Regions from separate parts of the Ovis aries genome. Here region 1 is linked to region 2. Evidence: chromatin contacts called from public Hi-C data. All regions are on one chromosome and are shown on one strand. Each heading gives the region's core, a stretch centred on a gene start, on an enhancer-like site or on the middle of the called end of the contact. The rest is flanking DNA. Distances are from core to core; before and after follow the strand shown.

Region 1 (4,163 bases), core at 1,168-3,667, 85 kb after region 2:
ACAAGGCTGCACAAAGGTGCCTTAGAGAGGAATGAAGTGGGCTGAATGAAAACTTCTTTTAAAAATCCTTACAATAACCCAGGGTCAGATCCTGATAATTCAAAGTAACTAGATTCTTTCCTTCCGTTGGCTTATAGGATGTTATATTCTGTATTTCTTCCTACCTTTCCACTTCTGCTTTTTCAGGCACCTCTGAAGGCTTACTCAGCCTCTTCTACCAAACCACTAAGCCTTGGAATTTCTCAAAGCTTGACCACAGGCCTTCTATTCATCCCTTCTGCAAACTATGCTGATGGCAATACTTATCACCTGCATGACACTGATTTCCAAATCTAGGCCTCCATCAAAGATGTGCACTCTGAGATCTAGACCTATATACCCAAGTATTTAACAAAACAAAACAAAAAAAAGCACTTTTAATGTTCTAATGCTTCAAACACAACAACTGGCTCGTTTCTTCCCAGAACTCCCACTTTAATAAATGTGGGCATTTTCCAACAAATGGCACTATTTGGTCAAACAGACATATTACACTGGTGCAAAAGAAATTATAGTTTCACATTGTTGAACTTGGCCATTTGATATTGGAAAACATTCTTAAATGTAGTTATGTTATACATCATTTTAAAGCACATTTCTCGCTTTATGATTTTTTGCTAATGACTTAATATTAGCTGTTTCAGCTCAGTTCAGTTGTTCAGTCATGTCTGAGTCTTTGCAACCCCACGGACTGCAGCACACCAGGCTTCCCAGTCTATCAACAACTCCCGGAACTTGCTCAAACTCATGTCCATCAAGTCGGTGATGCCATCCAATCATCTCATCCTCTGTCATCCCCTTCTCCTCCTGCCTTCAATCTTTCCCAGCGTCAGGGTCTTTTCCAATGAGCCAGTACTTCGCATCAAGTGGCCAAAGTAGACACAAACTAGCTGTTTATACTTATTTTAGACTAGGGAAATGATGTTAGACAAAAAGCAAATTCAAGTGATTTTCTTATTCGAGTTCAAAATGTGCCATAAAGCAGCGGAGGCATCCCAACATCAACACATTTGGCCCAGGAACTGCTAATGAACAAATAGTGCAGTGGTGGTTCAAAACTTTTGCAAAGGAGACCAGAGCCTTGAAGAGGAAAAGTGCAATGGCCAGCCACCAGAAGTTGACAAAGAACCACTCAGAAAATCATCAAAGCTCATCCTCTTACAACTACACAAGAAGTTGCCAAAGAACTCAACATTGACCATTCTACGGTCATTGGCATTTGAAGCAAATTGGAAAGGTGAAAAAGCTCAATAAGTGGGTGTCGCATAAGCTGACCAAAGATTTTTTTAAAACTGTCATTTTGAAGTGTCATCTTTTATTCTACGCAACAATGAACCATTTCTCAATCGGATTGGGACGTGTGATGCAAAGTGGATTTTATACGACAACCAGCAATGACCTGCTTAGTGGCTGAACCTAGAGAAAGCTCCAAAGCACTTTCCAAAGCCAAACATGAACCAAAAAATGTCATGGTCACCGCTTGGTGGTCTGCTGCAAGTGTGATCCACTACAGTTTTCTGAATCCCAGCAAAACCATTGTATCTGAGAGTACACTCAGCAAATTGATGAGATGCACCAAATACCGCAACGCCTGCAGCCAGCATCGGGCAACAGAAAGGATCCACTTCTTCTCCATCACATCTGACCGCATGTTGCACAACCAACACTTCAAACGTTGAATGAATTAGGCTATGAGGTTTTGCCTCATCCGCCATCTTCATCTAACCTCTCACCAACCAACTACCACTTTCTTCAAGCATCTCAACAACTTTTTGCAGGGAAAATGTTTCCACAACCAGCAGGAGGCAGAAAATGCTTTCCAAGAGTTCATCAAATCCCAAATTTTAACACTACAGGAATAAACAAACATTTCTCATTGGCAAAAACGTGTTGATTGCAATGGTTCCTATTTTGGTAAATAAAGATGTGTCTGAGCCTAGTCATAATGATTTAAAATTCACAGTCTGCAACTGTAATTACATTTACACCTACCTAATAGTATGTTTTCCACCTCTAGTTCTCACCTCTATTCCATTTCTCCCCACTTACAACAAAGACAATTCTAATAAAACACAAACGTTTGTCCTCCCACTGCCATCTTCATCTTACGGTCCTTACTTCCCTCTTCAGCTAACTCTCCACACTGTCGTAACGCTTTTACCTTCTGTGCCCCACTCATCCCATTCTTTCAGTGCCCCGTCCACCTTGCTAAGCCTGTCTGCATGGAACAGCCTTCTCCTTGGCCCTCATTAATCTCTCAATGTCCTTTAAACTATAGCTTTCCTTTGCAAAGTTTCTGATTCCCCTGACGCTGACTAGGAATCCCTGTTACGTAAGTACTACCCGAAACCTAACAGTTCCTTAACTCTTACACCATTGGAGCAGCTTATTTAACTGTGTTCTGCCAGGAGACTGTAAAGTCCAGAAGGGCAGGAGCCTGTCAGTGTTGCTTATCCCTGTATTCCCATTGCCTAGAGAGCAAAAAATTATTTCTTATGACTGCCTCTTCTCACAATCAAGGTCTTTCTCTTTACTCTAGAGTGCAGTCCCCTAACTTAACCCAACACTAATTTTTCTTCAAGATTCAACCTAGAACCCATACTCCCTCTCCTATATATTCTATTAAAAATCAACAATGTTTTCTTGGTTATTTTCTACAAGAGCACTAATTAAGAGTAATAACTCCAAAAGATGAACTAAATAAGATAATCCCAACCCTCTAAGAATTTACAATCTAGAAAGAAAAGAACTGTTAGTATAAATTCCAATTAAGAATATAAAATATTCTGTGATTTGAGAGAGAAAAAAATCCTATGATTCAGTACTTTCTTTAAACTCTTACAGCACTTAGAGTATCACCCTAGCTTGCACTTTAGTAGTTCAATACTAGCTTCAATTTGTTCACTAGTTTGAGATGTCAGCATTGAAGGCAGATGTACAATATTATCTAACACCACACACCTTCCATAGGGAAGGAGAACAGCATGATGCTGCAAGGAGAGTGGAGCGAAACTAGAAGATGGCCTTGGATCAAAATCCATCATGATTATTTAAGCAAAAACTTTGTCTTGTAACACAAAAAAGAACCCAGTAACAGAAAGGGATGGATTCAGTAATTCATTTAAATGAATTCTAAATTTTTAAAATCTACTTAATATGCATATTACAAGTCTCATTTTTGTGCAAAGCATACTATCAAGTGAAAAGACCACTCACAAAACCAGAGAAAATACCTGCAAATCATGTATCTCTTAAAGAGTCTAGTATACAAAGAACTCCTATAACTAAGCAAGAAAACATTCAAATTTAAAAATGGGCAAAAGACCTGAATAGATACACGTCTCCAAAGATATACATATGGCCAATTAGCACATGAAAACTTGCTCAATTTCACTGGCAAATGCGTGCTAAATCACTTCAATTGTGTCTGACTCTTTGCGACCCTACGGGCGGTAGACCACCAGGCTTCTCTGTCGAAATTTCCCAGGCAAGAACACTGGAGTGGGTTGCCATTCCCTTCTCCAGGGGATCTTCCTGATCCAGGGATCAAAACCAAGCCTCTTATGTCTCCTGCATTGGAAAGTGGGTTCTTTTAACACTAGCGCCACCTGGAGGAAAATGCAAATCAAAACAACAGAGAGAAAGCACCCATTAGAAGAGCAAAAAAATCTGTTAATGGTAAATAACTAATGTTGTGAGAGCTGGAAAATTTGGAGCCCCCATACATTACTTATGAGAATGTAAAATGCTAGAAACCACGTCAGAAACAGTTTGGCATTTCCTCAAAGAGTTAAACAGAGAACTATCACATGATTCAGCAAATTGACTCCAACTGACTCCCAAGTATATGCCCCAAAGAACTGAAAAACGTTCAAACAAAAACTTACACATCAATGTCCACCACAACACTATTTACAGTAGCAAAAAGGCAGAAACTCAAATACACATCAAACAATGAATGGATAAACAAAATGTGTAAATCTATACAATGGAAGATTACTCAGCCATACCTACTACAACATGGATGACCCTTGAAAATGTTATACTAAGTCAAAGAGGTCTGAGATAAAAGGCTACATATTACATGATTCCATTTATATGACATATCCAGAATAGACAAATCC
Region 2 (4,519 bases), core at 944-3,443:
CTCTGGTTCTCAAAAGATGTTATCTGCCCTTCCTATTCTCATTTTCTCACAAGTGGTTTTCCAGAAGTTTTGTGACATGATGACATCCCAGCCATAACGGTTAACGTAAACATCAAGAGGCAAAAGCCCTTTGGGGTCCTCAACACCTTCTAGGAGTGTAAACAGTCCTAAGTTTGAACCACAGATTTATTTCACTGCACCGGTTACTGACTTTACATAGTACTATGGATTCTGAAAACCAGGCAGGCGGCTCTAAGGCAAGGCATTTTTTTACAGATTTTAAAATTACAAGACTTCAGGCACTTCCATAAATGAAACCTGAACCATTATTAGTAACAAGCATAAATCTATTGTAATTTAATAGCTCACTTACAGAAACACCAAAGAAACCACACCCATAATGGCAGGTGGAAACCAGGCTCTTTCCCATCGGAGGATTTTATCTGCCATCAGCATCACTTCTCCCCATCCTTGCAGCTGCTCTTCCAGACTTGCAGTCTCTGCAGCCTACATATGAGCAACGTTTAAAGCAATCATTTTACTAATCTCAACATTTCTGTGACTCCTAGAGATACCAAAGTCAGAAACCAATGGGGGGAAAATTATCATGTAACGGTCACTTTCCAAGCCCAAGCACTGGGGTTATGTAACATAATCCTTATAAGACCCCTTAAGATAGGGATAATCAGACCCATTTACAATTAAAGTGAGTTCAGAATGGTTATTTTCCCAAAACCATGCACTGCTAACTGTAGGCTTCCCTGGTGGCTCAGACGGTTAATCATCTGTCTACAATGCGGGAGACCTGGGTTCGATCCCTGGGTCGGGAAGATTCTCTGAAGAAGGAAATGGCAACCCATTCCAGCACTCTTGCCTAGAAAATCCCATGGATGCAGTAGCTTGGTGCAGGCTACTCCGTCCATGGGATCGCAAACAGTCGGACACGACTGAGCGACTTCACTTCACTATGCACTGCTAAGTGGCACTGCTCCAAGTATAAAATAAGATCACTTGAAGTTTGCTCATTTCAGGTTGTTACAATCGATCTGTTCTTTGGTCATTTCATTGATTTAACCCCCTACTCCTGAATACATGAGGAAAGCCTCTCCCTGAACAGCATTCATTTCCAAAATAGCTCTTGGTGTACTAGAATCATCTGTATATTGGCATCACTTGCACAAGTAAGGAAAACTACTGTGCTTTCTTCGAATTATAAGACTTATTAAGCCCAATATATCTCAATAAAATGCTCCTTACACTTATCAGGATGCTTTGGTTAGATGTCAAATTTCTCTGCAAATCTGACAATCAGCTGCAAGCAGACTTCTCAGATGAGCTAAGCAGACTTCTCAGATGAGCTAATGTGGCAAAAAACCTTTAAGTTGATTTTGTTTTTTGTTGTTGTTTGGTTGGTTTTTTTCGTTGCATGTAAGCTAAGTTTCGGAGACAGCAATGGCACCCCATTCGGGCTGAGGTTATAATTGTCTGCCTTTGATACAAGCTCACTGCAGTTCCCTTCGACCCCTGCTTACTCTAAAATCGTCCTGTGACACCCCCTCCCAGTCTTAGAAGTTCCAGACAAACGCCAGGAACCTCCCATTGTCCTTCCAGCTGGATCCCACCTCCATTTTCCAGCCGTGAGCTCGAAGCCTCCCTGCCGTTTTAAGCCGTGCCAGGCTCTAACAGAAACGCTCGGGAAGAGCCCTTTGACCCTCCACTCCTGCCCAAGCATTAGGGTAAAGGGCGAAGGGACATTCTGGTTAAGATCAAGGAAGGGGAGACACAGATACGGCTGGAGTCTGGGCCCCAAAAGCGCTCGACAGGCCCCTCGCGGCTCTCTGCCACTGACTGCAACCCAGACTGGTCACAGCCCCCTTCTCCAGCTTCCTCCTCTATTCGCAGTGAATGATCACGCGCCCTCCTCGCTCCATCGCGCACCTTCCCCAAGGGGGTGTTAGGAGACGCCACGACTAGTCACTGTCAAGCAGAGGTTAACCAAGAAGCCAAAAGGGCAAGCGTCATCGCCTACACCAGGGAAGGGAGCGGAGGGCCGGGCCCGCCGCGGGTGATAAGAACAAGGCCGCAGCTCAGTCCCACGGAGCACACCAAAGTCCGGAGGCTCCACTCGGTCCTCTGGCGACTAGTCGCTGGGACTCACCAGCAGATTGGTGCTGCGATTATCTCCTTCCGCCATAGTTCTCGAGGTGTGCCGTCTCAGCGAGCACAGGACGAAACCACAACAAATCCTCCACAGACTCCCTCGCCGCACCCCTAGCGCGAGGATACGCCCCGCAGCCCTCTTATATAGGCCGGCTGCCTTTCCCGACAGACCCTGCGAAGCTCGTTCCTCATTGGACAAATCGAGATCAAGCTTGAACAGGTCGGACCAACCGCTGCCCAGCGCATGACTTGAAACCGAGGTCAAAGGAGAGAAACCTCGCCAGTGCCCCGGGGGCGGGGCCATGGGATGGCCAATCAGCGCCCAGTAGGTGACAACGCCCCGCCCAGGCCTCTCCTAAGCGGTTCAACGGCCGCTCCCGGGGGCCTGGCCTGGCTTCAGTATTCCTAAGGCGGGCCGCCAGGTGGCTCTCGGACGATCTTCCAGTGGACTTCAAAGCAGCTAAGCATGCTCTCTGGAATTGAGTCCTTAAGGAAATATGCCACGCAGTATCAGGCGGAGGGCAGAGATGGGCATGTGACAGTAACCTCCTTAAGGGGGCGGGCTGGGATCTTCTCCCAGATCCAGCGGGTGGCCCTGGGCCTGGCTGTTCCCCGAGTTGGACCCACATTTCTTCTAATCCCTGCTCTGGCAGCCCTCGTCAGGCTGCTGAGCAGTTTAGCCTAGATTTGTGACTTGGAGACTCGTGCCCATCTCATGAGCTTTGTGGACAAGGGAAAAGGGCATAAATTCTAGGTTTTCTGTAATTTTCCTCCCCTACTCATTAGGAATAAGGTCTTAGATGGACGGGCGGGGGGCGGCAGAGGGGGTGTGGACATCTGGGCAGAGTTTGAGAGCTTGTGAAAAATGCACTTTATAAAACTGGTTCATTTTCGTGGGTTCTTTGGGAAAGTTCTTAATAGAACACCTCACTTGAAACCGCATGTTCCCCCTCCAAAAAGGGGCTGGTTTTGACAGATCCTTTCATATAAGGAAAGATGTAAACCATCTTGAGTGGAATTCATTGCAATTTAAGAACTAGATGATCAATGTGAGACACATTTTCTCTCCAGGATTTCAAAATGCATTAACGTTTTCATTACTCAACACAAAATAATGCCAAATGTTGACCTTTCAGATATCTCTTTCAGAAAAACATGCCATAGCTTTCAACTTCCAGTCTTTTATCCTTTTGCAGTCATCTATATTATGCCATCGTTTATTTTAAAAACGTTCCTTAAATAACTACCAGGTTCATAAAAAGTTCAGGGAAGGCATAAAGAAATGTGAGCCAACACAGCTACAGACCACATGCTGCCCCTAAGAAAACTAGGGGGACAGAAGCATTGTGAATATCATTAAAAGTTATGAAATTTGCCATTGAACTTTGAAAAAAATTAAGCATCTGATCAGGTATAAACCCCGTGGGACGGAGCAGGGTAGGGGGCTTTGTAAGGGAAGGAGATTTTCCAATCAAATGCTGCTTTGGGAAATGTTGGGGAAAAAAGTTTATGTAGGGAAAATGCAGCCAAGATATACCCCATTGGGGGAGACTTTATATAGTTATGAACTGTGAGGAGCAGGCCCTCCTCTACCTAGTCGAAAGAAAAAAGGTCCCAATCAGCAGCCACACAATTAGTGAATATATAGAGCGCTGCGTGCAAAATCTTGCTACAGGCACAGTAATATCCTCTTCCAAAGGAGGTGTGGGGTTATTAGACTTTAAAACCTACCCTTTGTACTTTGGTAAATCAGTTTTTGTTACACAATGTGCCTGGTTTTCACCCAAGTTCTCTAAGTACAACTTCAGAAGACTTCAACATCAGCTTGTGAAACTGAAGTAGGTGAAAAAAACTAAAGAAACTGACTTAAAATAGCACAGTTCTCCACAGTCCCTTGTTACTCAAGGAACATGTTCCCAGACTTATTTACAACTTAACAGCCTAAGGCACTGAAATAAGGTCCTTAACTAAATTTCCAATTGCCCTAATTACTAAAAATCCCAGCCTGCCGAGGTGTAGCTTCCTTCAGAGTTTTGGGTTGGTTGGTTGGTTTTTTTTTTTTTTGGTACTACAAAGGCAGGATGTGAGCTTTTGAAGTGTATCAGATGACTGAACAGATCCTCCTACAGAATCTGGCAGCAACAAATGTAATCTGATTTCCAGATATTCAAACAAGCTGGATATTGTTTTCCTTCAGAGCTTTTACACACCATACACCAGGGAATATATGTCAATAATAATCTACAGAAGTTTTTAAAGATATACAAAATGAAGCTTAATAAATTGTGACTTAATACTAAGAGCTTTGAAGTAAAATTTCCACTTCTATTCAAAAATATTAGAACATGTAAAATAAATT

The links. A called contact is a pair of places that touch in the nucleus more often than the background predicts.
Region 1: a Hi-C map of liver shows a contact between it and region 2, with 2.3 times the contacts expected there. The contact joins the enhancer-like site here to the promoter of ARL6IP1 in region 2. A contact is called at or near these places in 2 of 16 Hi-C or Micro-C datasets (blood and liver).

The regions. Positions count from the first base shown.
Region 1 is chr24:17,014,449-17,018,611 of ARS-UI_Ramb_v3.0, forward strand. All of the region lies in intron 1 of SMG1 (SMG1 nonsense mediated mRNA decay associated PI3K related kinase), which reads right to left. Among named protein-coding and RNA genes, the nearest start is that of SMG1, 17 kb to the right of the region's middle. Within about 2 kb of position 2,418, at least 1 of the 54 cell types and tissues checked has an H3K27ac peak or open chromatin away from gene starts, as enhancers often do. A contact at or near this core is called in liver, where this site is marked.
Region 2 is chr24:16,929,679-16,934,197 of ARS-UI_Ramb_v3.0, forward strand. ARL6IP1 (ADP ribosylation factor like GTPase 6 interacting protein 1) reads right to left here and starts at 2,194. Exons shown (of 6, transcript NM_001162557.1): 1 at 2,159-2,194; 2 at 374-507. The coding sequence starts at 2,194.